Regions from separate parts of the Zea mays genome. Here region 1 is linked to region 2. Evidence: chromatin contacts called from public Hi-C data. All regions are on one chromosome and are shown on one strand. Each heading gives the region's core, a stretch centred on a gene start, on an enhancer-like site or on the middle of the called end of the contact. The rest is flanking DNA. Distances are from core to core; before and after follow the strand shown. Region 1 holds the start of LOC103640205 (pentatricopeptide repeat-containing protein At4g02750). Region 2 holds the start of LOC100383133.

What was found. A called contact is a pair of places that touch in the nucleus more often than the background predicts.
Region 1: a contact with region 2 is called in a Hi-C map of leaf, with 4 times the contacts expected there. The contact joins the promoter of LOC103640205 here to the promoter of LOC100383133 in region 2. A contact is called at or near these places in 3 of 25 Hi-C or Micro-C datasets (leaf, leaf mesophyll and tassel).

The regions. Positions count from the first base shown.
Region 1 is chr9:117,054,003-117,057,909 of Zm-B73-REFERENCE-NAM-5.0, forward strand. It overlaps LOC103640205 (pentatricopeptide repeat-containing protein At4g02750), which reads right to left and starts at 2,294. Exons shown (of 4, transcript XR_002265074.2): 1 at 2,100-2,294; 2 at 1,887-2,004; 3 at 1-1,292.
Region 2 is chr9:116,829,725-116,833,609 of Zm-B73-REFERENCE-NAM-5.0, forward strand. LOC100383133 reads left to right here and starts at 2,314. Exons shown (of 20, transcript NM_001361948.1): 1 at 2,314-2,680; 2 at 3,481-3,652; 3 at 3,746-3,827. The coding sequence starts at 3,501.

The sequences.
Region 1 (3,907 bases), core at 1,044-3,543, 220 kb after region 2:
AGCGTCATGAATTTTTCCATGCTTTACATAGCCATCGACCATCAAATTCCACGAGATCTTATCTCTGCCATCCATAGAATAAAAAATCTTTCTAGCCTCATCGATCTTGCCTGCATGGATACAGCCAGATATGATAGCATTACATGAGCCAACATGCTTTCTTTCCATTTTACAAAATTCTAACTGTGCCTCATCAATATCTAAGGAGTTACAGTACATCACAACTAATGATGCCTCGATGATGTGGTCATGGATAAACCCAGACTTCACAGCAAACCCATGGACACACCTGCCTCCTCCAATACTTTTCAAACCAGCACAGGCATTAACAATCTTAACGAGGATTGCATTTGTCACTATTTCTCTACAGCTCATCAAAGTGTTGAATAGTTCATTAACTTCTCTGAATCGCTTGTGGTTGACAAGGCCTCCGATCATGACGCACCATGACACAGAATTCTTTGTAGGCATAAGGTTAAACAGCTCCAATGCCCGCCCCACCTCATGCACAGTAAAATATCCTTTGATCATCACAGTCCAGGACACAACATTGTGCTCTGGCATCTGATCGAATACCCTGCGAGCATCCTCTACCCTATGGTTCACCACAAGACCTGATATGAGAGCATTCCATAAGGCCAGGTTTGGACTGTCGACATCATCCACAATCCACTCCAGGCAGCTATACACCCCACAGTTGGCATACATCGTGATCAAGGAGGACCCCACAAACACGTTCAACGAAGATCTGGTCTTGGTCGCAAGCCCATGGATGCACCTCCCTAGAGCTAGAGTCTCCATCCTTGCGCAGGCCGACAGCACAGTGGAGAAGGAGGTGTGGTCTGCGCAGAACCCCTCACGTCTCATCTTGAGGAACGCAGTAACTGCACTGTCATGCACCCCAGAACGGGCATACACAGCCATGAGGGAGTTCCAGGACACGATGTCCCGCTGCGGCATTTTGTCGAACACCTCCCGCACAGCATCCACCCTGCCAGCACGCAGGTGCTTCCCAATCAGCCTGTTTGCTGAGGTTATTGCATCGCAAGCGCCCGACATGCATGGCAGGGAGGACCTGGAAGGCCCAGAGCGGTGAGTGCAGTATGACGCAATTCGCCCCAACCCGAGCGGCATCGAAGAACATGCATGCCTAATCTGCTCAGCTGCTGTTGAGCGAGGAATGGGCTTAGGAAAACCACGGCCTCGGATGTGCCATGCCGTTGTCCTGCCTATGAGTGGTAGACTGTTAGTGGACCGGCCCAACCTTTGTCTTTTAATTCAGTGGAGTGAATCTGGAATTATAAGCAGCAGTTAGTTTCATATTACCATTTTACTTGATTCATCAAGGTTATAGATACCCATATAGTATTTTTATTGAAGAATAAATATTTAGGATCTGGTTAATGAAGATGCCTCCACATATACATGCTCCTAGCAGGAAACAAAAATCATGACATATATCGTCACATCAGTCACCAAAATCTCAACACGCTTCCTTTGATGGCTAGTGCCACTTCGTTTTTCCCTATCAACAATTTTGTCTCTCTCATCCAATCGCCCGATGTCCCACGCCTCGTTTTTAGAGTAAACTAATCATACGATGCACGCTGCTATAGGAATTACAGATGATTTACGATAAAAATTAGAATATATATAATTGCTTATATAAAAAATACACTATTATAAATTAATGCTAGTAGATTGTATGGCATACTGATGTGGACAAGCTGATATAGACATTTTAATTAGATATGCTAGTAGTTTGTAAATTTTAATTGCATGTGATAGGTCCTGTTTCGAACAACTTAGTTTGCCCAGGCTTCAATTCCAAGCTGGATTCCTTGGTAAGCTAGATTTTCAAAGAAGCAACACGGGAGAAAGTTAACCGTTTGGCAGTCTGATTCTTCCCCGCGTGTACGGTGGTCAGCAGCAGCAGTAGACGGTGTGGCCGTGTGGGGAGGGTCGTCAGGGAAGACAACGAAGCGGGGGCAGGGGCGGCGATGTCTGCACATTATCAGCCTATTGTTCAAGGCATAACCAATGCCATGTCTGAAATTGGTGTAAAAACATTAGTAAGAGAGGGATGTCAGACTTTGCACCCGACTTGAGGCCGGATCCGCGGTAGCAGGCCAGCCGGGAAAACGAGTCGAGGGAGAAAGGGTAGAGGCCAGCGCTTGGGTCGCCGCGCTCGAGTTTGGGGCTCCCGCGACTGCCGCCGTGCCGCGCTCGGACGTCAGGAATCGGGAGGCGGCGGCGGCGGCATGTAAGATGCGCAAAAGGAGCGGGAGTAGAGGAAGGGGAGGGGGAAGGGTAGGGGTGGGCATTTTTTTTTAGCGTAAACCGAATCGAATCGTACCGAAACGAACCAAAATTTCAGTTTTTATAGTTCAGTTTGATTTTGGTTTTTTCATCTGAGAATTTTTGTATACAGTGTCGTAATTGGTTTTCGCTGTGTACCGAACCAAAATACCAAAAAAAACTGAATACCAAACTTTATAAATTCAAAATTTTGACTATTTAACTATGTAAACTAAATGTATGATGCAATTAAATTGTTATTCACTTATTTGTATGTGATGTATGATATATCTTGAAATATTTATACCTATATAATTTTTACTTTTTAAAATTGTGTGTAGTGTGTTGTCATGTAGCCTTCTTCAGTATAAATTTGGTATTCGGTGGTAAAAAACCGAAACCGAATACCAAACTTATACTCATAAACCCTAAACACTCCTCAAGTTCTGAGTTTTAAATTTAAGTAGGAGCGAATTTTAGACTGAGGTTAAAAAGGTTACTCATTGGTTCCTCTAGTTGTATGCACGTGAGATGGACTCTCGGTTGATGTTTCGATTGAGGTTCTTATTAATATAGAGGATGTTTGGTTTCTAGGGACTAATTTTTAGTTCCTCATTTTATTCTATTTTAGTCTCTAAATTGCTAAATACCGAAACTAAAACTCTATTTAGGGATTTAGGAACTTAAATAAAATAAAATGGATGAACTACAAATTAGTCTCTAGAAACCAAATACCACTATAATATTGTGGGGACGGTCTTTCCTCTACTGGCCAAGTTTTTTATGATCAGGAAATTTGGTTTTTAGTGAGACATTGCCTTTCTCGACAAACTATCAAAAACTATGTTTAAATGGCATTAATGGGAGAGCTTGCCTTCAGGTCTGCCTAAAGCGTCGTCTACTGGTCTTCCCCTGGTTACTGTTCCTCATCTCAAGATTGGCCGCAGATGAGTTCAGTTTCTTATCAGTTGCTATACTGCATGAATAAAGGAGTTAGCGATTAATCAATGGAGTCCTACTTCCTTGATTCCTAGGAAACTTCACAGAAATAGCAAAACAAATGACAACACCCAGAAACAAGCACATAACCAGTATAGTGCTATGTTTTTACCGCATGAAACCATAATTTTTCATTTTCCTTATCGATCACACAATGTGCTTCTAGGAAAGTATAGTCCGAAAATATTTTAAGTCATTGGAACTTATACACTCTTAAGCATGTACTAGATATGTGCCTGTCATTACCATAAGAATTAAAAATTAGTATAAAATATAGATACGGAATGATAAACATTACTATGATATGCAAAATCCGTGTGATAAAATATCACCGTAACACTAATAAAATATTGACGACATATATGTTGCCCGATACTCTAATAAGATCCTACTCTTTCTTTTGTCGGTTGACAAAAATAGCAGCAGAGTACTCCAATAACTTGTTGTTCCTTTGTTTTCTCGGTTGAGAAAAAAACTGCAGGGTACTCAATAACCTGTCAACTATATGACAACAACAAATTTAAACAAAACACTGCAAATACATAAGACCAGTGAATAGACCAGGTTGCATACAGCAGTAACAAAACACCTGATGGTCTTAGACCGACTC
Region 2 (3,885 bases), core at 1,064-3,563:
TGTGTTTATATCTACATTTATTACAGTAAAAACATCTACTACATCTCTCCTGAAGCACACCTGCTACCCTTGCACATGTGTAGTAGTAGATAAGTATCATCGAGATTCTTGAATTATATTTTTGGATGGAGGGAGTAGTACTTAAAGAAGATCCTTGCATGCGATTCCTTTTTTGTTTGAATAATGTTTTCAACTTAAATTCATTTTTGCATGTGTGACATTTATTCTCCGTAATATTTTTTTTCATGGACCTGACTTATGAGTCATTTTTTATAAACCAACGCCAAAGATGAATCCATGTTTCTTACTTGGAAACCCTGAACAAACACCACTAGCAGGAGGCGCTCGCGTTGGCGTCGCTCATCGACGACGAGAAGAAGCTTGACGACTGCTAGTTCGACCTCTGGAAGCAGTCCTATGTGGCCGCATGCGCCGCTGTGTACGGCAAGCTCCGGCGCAGCCGCCGTTTGGACGCGGTCTAGAGCGGCTGCACCACGCTGTCCATCGTCAAACAGGGGGACCTCATGGTCGTCGCCAACGCCGGCGACTCTCGTGTTGTTCTGGGCACCGCATCCGACAACGTTGCCATCACGTCGTCCAGCTCATCATCCACCTGAAACCCAACCTACCACGTAAGTCGCTACTGACCGGTCATGAATTCTTGTGTGCTGGGACGACGACCATTGCTGACATTGTGTGAGTGTCCTCGAACAAGATGTATATAGAGGAATAGCACATCCGGTGGTGCAACGGCCAGGTGTACTACATCGCTGATGAGCCCGTGGTGCAATTCGTTTGGCAGCCCAGCCAAGAGTCATCGGTACTCGCCATGTCGCGCGTAAGGATGACAATGGATGTGATTTATCCGCGTACCCGCGGATAAAAAGCCCGTTGGACACGGTTTTGGGTACGAGCCTGTATCCGTGGATATGGATACGGATAGCAGTTGATATCCGTGGATATTTTTAAAACGGGTACGAAAAATCAGTATCCATACTTGAATACCCGAATATCCATTAAAGTAACTTGACATGTGGGATCACTGGAGTTTGGAACCACTTCACGAACCACAGCCAGCCCAAGTTCCGTCGCGGCCCGCCCATCTCCTGACCGTCTAGCCTCCCCAAATCCCCCAATCGTGTTTTTATCATATTTAAATTTGCTAGACAAATATGTTATCATATTTGAATTTGTTGGATTCAAATATGTTGTATGTGTAGTGGGCAAACAGATATATCCATGGATATCCATTATCCGTGGGTAACGGATGTGGATACTATTTTTTATTCGTAGCGGGTAATGGGTATGTCTAGAGACACTATCCGCGGATAGTCTATCCGTTGTCATCCCTCGCGCGCGTTGGACGACTACTATATCAAGGATTGTGGCATCATATCGGCGCCGGAGGTGACGTAGAGGAGGACCAATAACAATGACCACTCGCAATCGTCGGGGTAGCTTTTGTGTCGGCCTGCCTTTAATTCTTTTCACAAACACATACACTTGCCTTTTGTGTAAGCAAGCGTGTATGGTGGTGCGTGCCTGATGACTGATGAGGGAACTTCTACCGGCAGGTGTGACATGTGCTCTCTAATAATGAGACCATGCAAATCGTGACATATATCGAAGTCTGTATGATACTGATGGTTACAATGTAGTAGTGAAACAACTAAATTAAAATAACAAAATTTATGTATGGCCAGGATCACAAATGGATTATGAAACATTTACTTATAACAATATAAGACAAATTTTATATATAAGTTATCATGATATTATATGTTTTCGCTGCAACGCACGGTACTCACCTAGTACGCTATAATTCACTATTTTTTAAATACCTCTAACGTCCCGTTTGGATCATTGGAATTGAATTCCATTCTAATAATAGTAATTTAGGCATATATCAATTAAGCTAATTCGGTTTTATGCAAAATATATTTGTATACTATTATTAGCAAGATGTCGGAGATATTTATGTGCTACATTTTTAATATAGAGGAGTGAGACGAAGAGTGTAATGTAAGTTATAGATTAGAAACCAATTCTACTAATACATAAAATCATTTCCCACCCTCCACCCCATAAATTTAAGATAGACTTATATCTGAACTTTAGAAAGTGGTGGAATGTCAAATTCCAAACTAAATAAGTTATTTTATTAAGTGAATTCCAATTCCTCTAAAATGAAAGGATCCAAACGCCCCGTAATAATTTTTTAGGGAACCCTTTTAGCATCGGAGTTGCTCTAAACCCCTCTCTCTGGATTCCTCCTCCCGTCCTCCGGTCCTCCCGTTTCCCCCCTTCCCCTTCCGCTTCGCCATTCCTTCTCGGTCAGAACGACGCGCATCCCCGCCCGCACGTTCCCGTGCTCTCGCTTCTCCGGAGGCGACCAGGGTTGGGACTTGGGAGGCTAGCGAGAAGGTGCTACCCGGGCCAACTCCTCCGATCGCCCGCAGGAGAAGGGGATCTCTCCGCCTCCCCGCCCTCGTCGGGCCTTTCCCATCGCCACCCGCGAGGCCACGCGCTCCAGCTCTTGTGAACCGGAAGGGTTCTGGATTTCTGAGCCAAGCGACCAGCACGGTGGCTCGGCCGGGCTGACACTCCCCTCCCCTGTCGCCCGGTCTCTTCCTTCCCGAGCAGAACTCCCCTGCGTCTTGCCGCTTCTAGCATCGGGGAGGTAATACGTCATATCCTTTTATTCTGTTCGTGATAAGTTAATAAATGTTGAAGCTATTACTGAACTGATTAGGAGAAGCCGATTGAATTGTAGAATCAGTATCATTTCTGAGAACAACCAAATTGATTCAGACTGGTTATGAACCGATTGTTGTAGTAGCACTTTTCTGATGATAACATATGCTTCATATTATTTGAGTTTTTGCTTCAGTTTTTGTAACAACTAATGCTTAATCAAACACTAGTCATAAATTTCAGAAACGCCCATTCAAAGTCGGCAAACCTGGCAGTTAAAGATTGAAGATCCTTAATAGGTACCAAAGAAGTTACAAAAATAGCAATATCCACGCGAAGCTAGTAACCGAAACAAAGTTATCATACTTCCGGCATTCTGGCCTTTTCACACTCAAAACAGACAACCAGCCATGTGAAAAGGATTGCCCAAACAGTGAAATTTTCCATATATCTCCTTAAGGCTGATGCTTCTATGTGCAGCTAAATTCTCAGAAAAGCTCCTCATAAATAATCCTCCCAAACAGGGCTTTGTCACCTTGCTTGACCTGTTCACCAGGGTGGGGTTTGATTGATTGGTTCATTTGTTCAGTCGATTCCCAACAAAACTTGAGCTGAAATTTAGTGGCAACTATAGTCTGACTTGTTTTTGTCGGGACCCTTAGGGATTACCTAAATATATTATGTTTTTCAGCTTGGGATTGCCAGTGAACAAATTATTTTTCATGTGTGTATATATTGGGTTTTCGTCCTGCATTTAGTCATTCTGTTAATGCCATCTTTCTACAGAAAAATTATAGAGGAAGGATATGCGGGATCCATTTGATGCACCGGTTGATCTCATTAACCCGGACCATAATGGTGGGAACAAACTTTCTAGGACTGGTGCAGTGTCTGCTGGGGACTATGGTTTACAAAATGGACCCAAATCCTTTGCCCCAAACTCCGACACCCTAGTCAGGTCCTTCCTTCTTGAACAAAAAGACCTGCTGCAGACATTTTCTTTCATTTTGTTGACTTCTTTCTTAAATGAGGCTATATCTTGCGTCGGCAGGCATCAAGTCCAGGTTGCATCCTTGCACAAAGACTTAGTTTTGGAAGATCCCAATACTCGTATCATGGATCCTGAGACCAAGGTAAACTGTTCAGACTTTGGAAAAGTTGCAATTTGATGTTTCTTTCAATCTGTGCCAA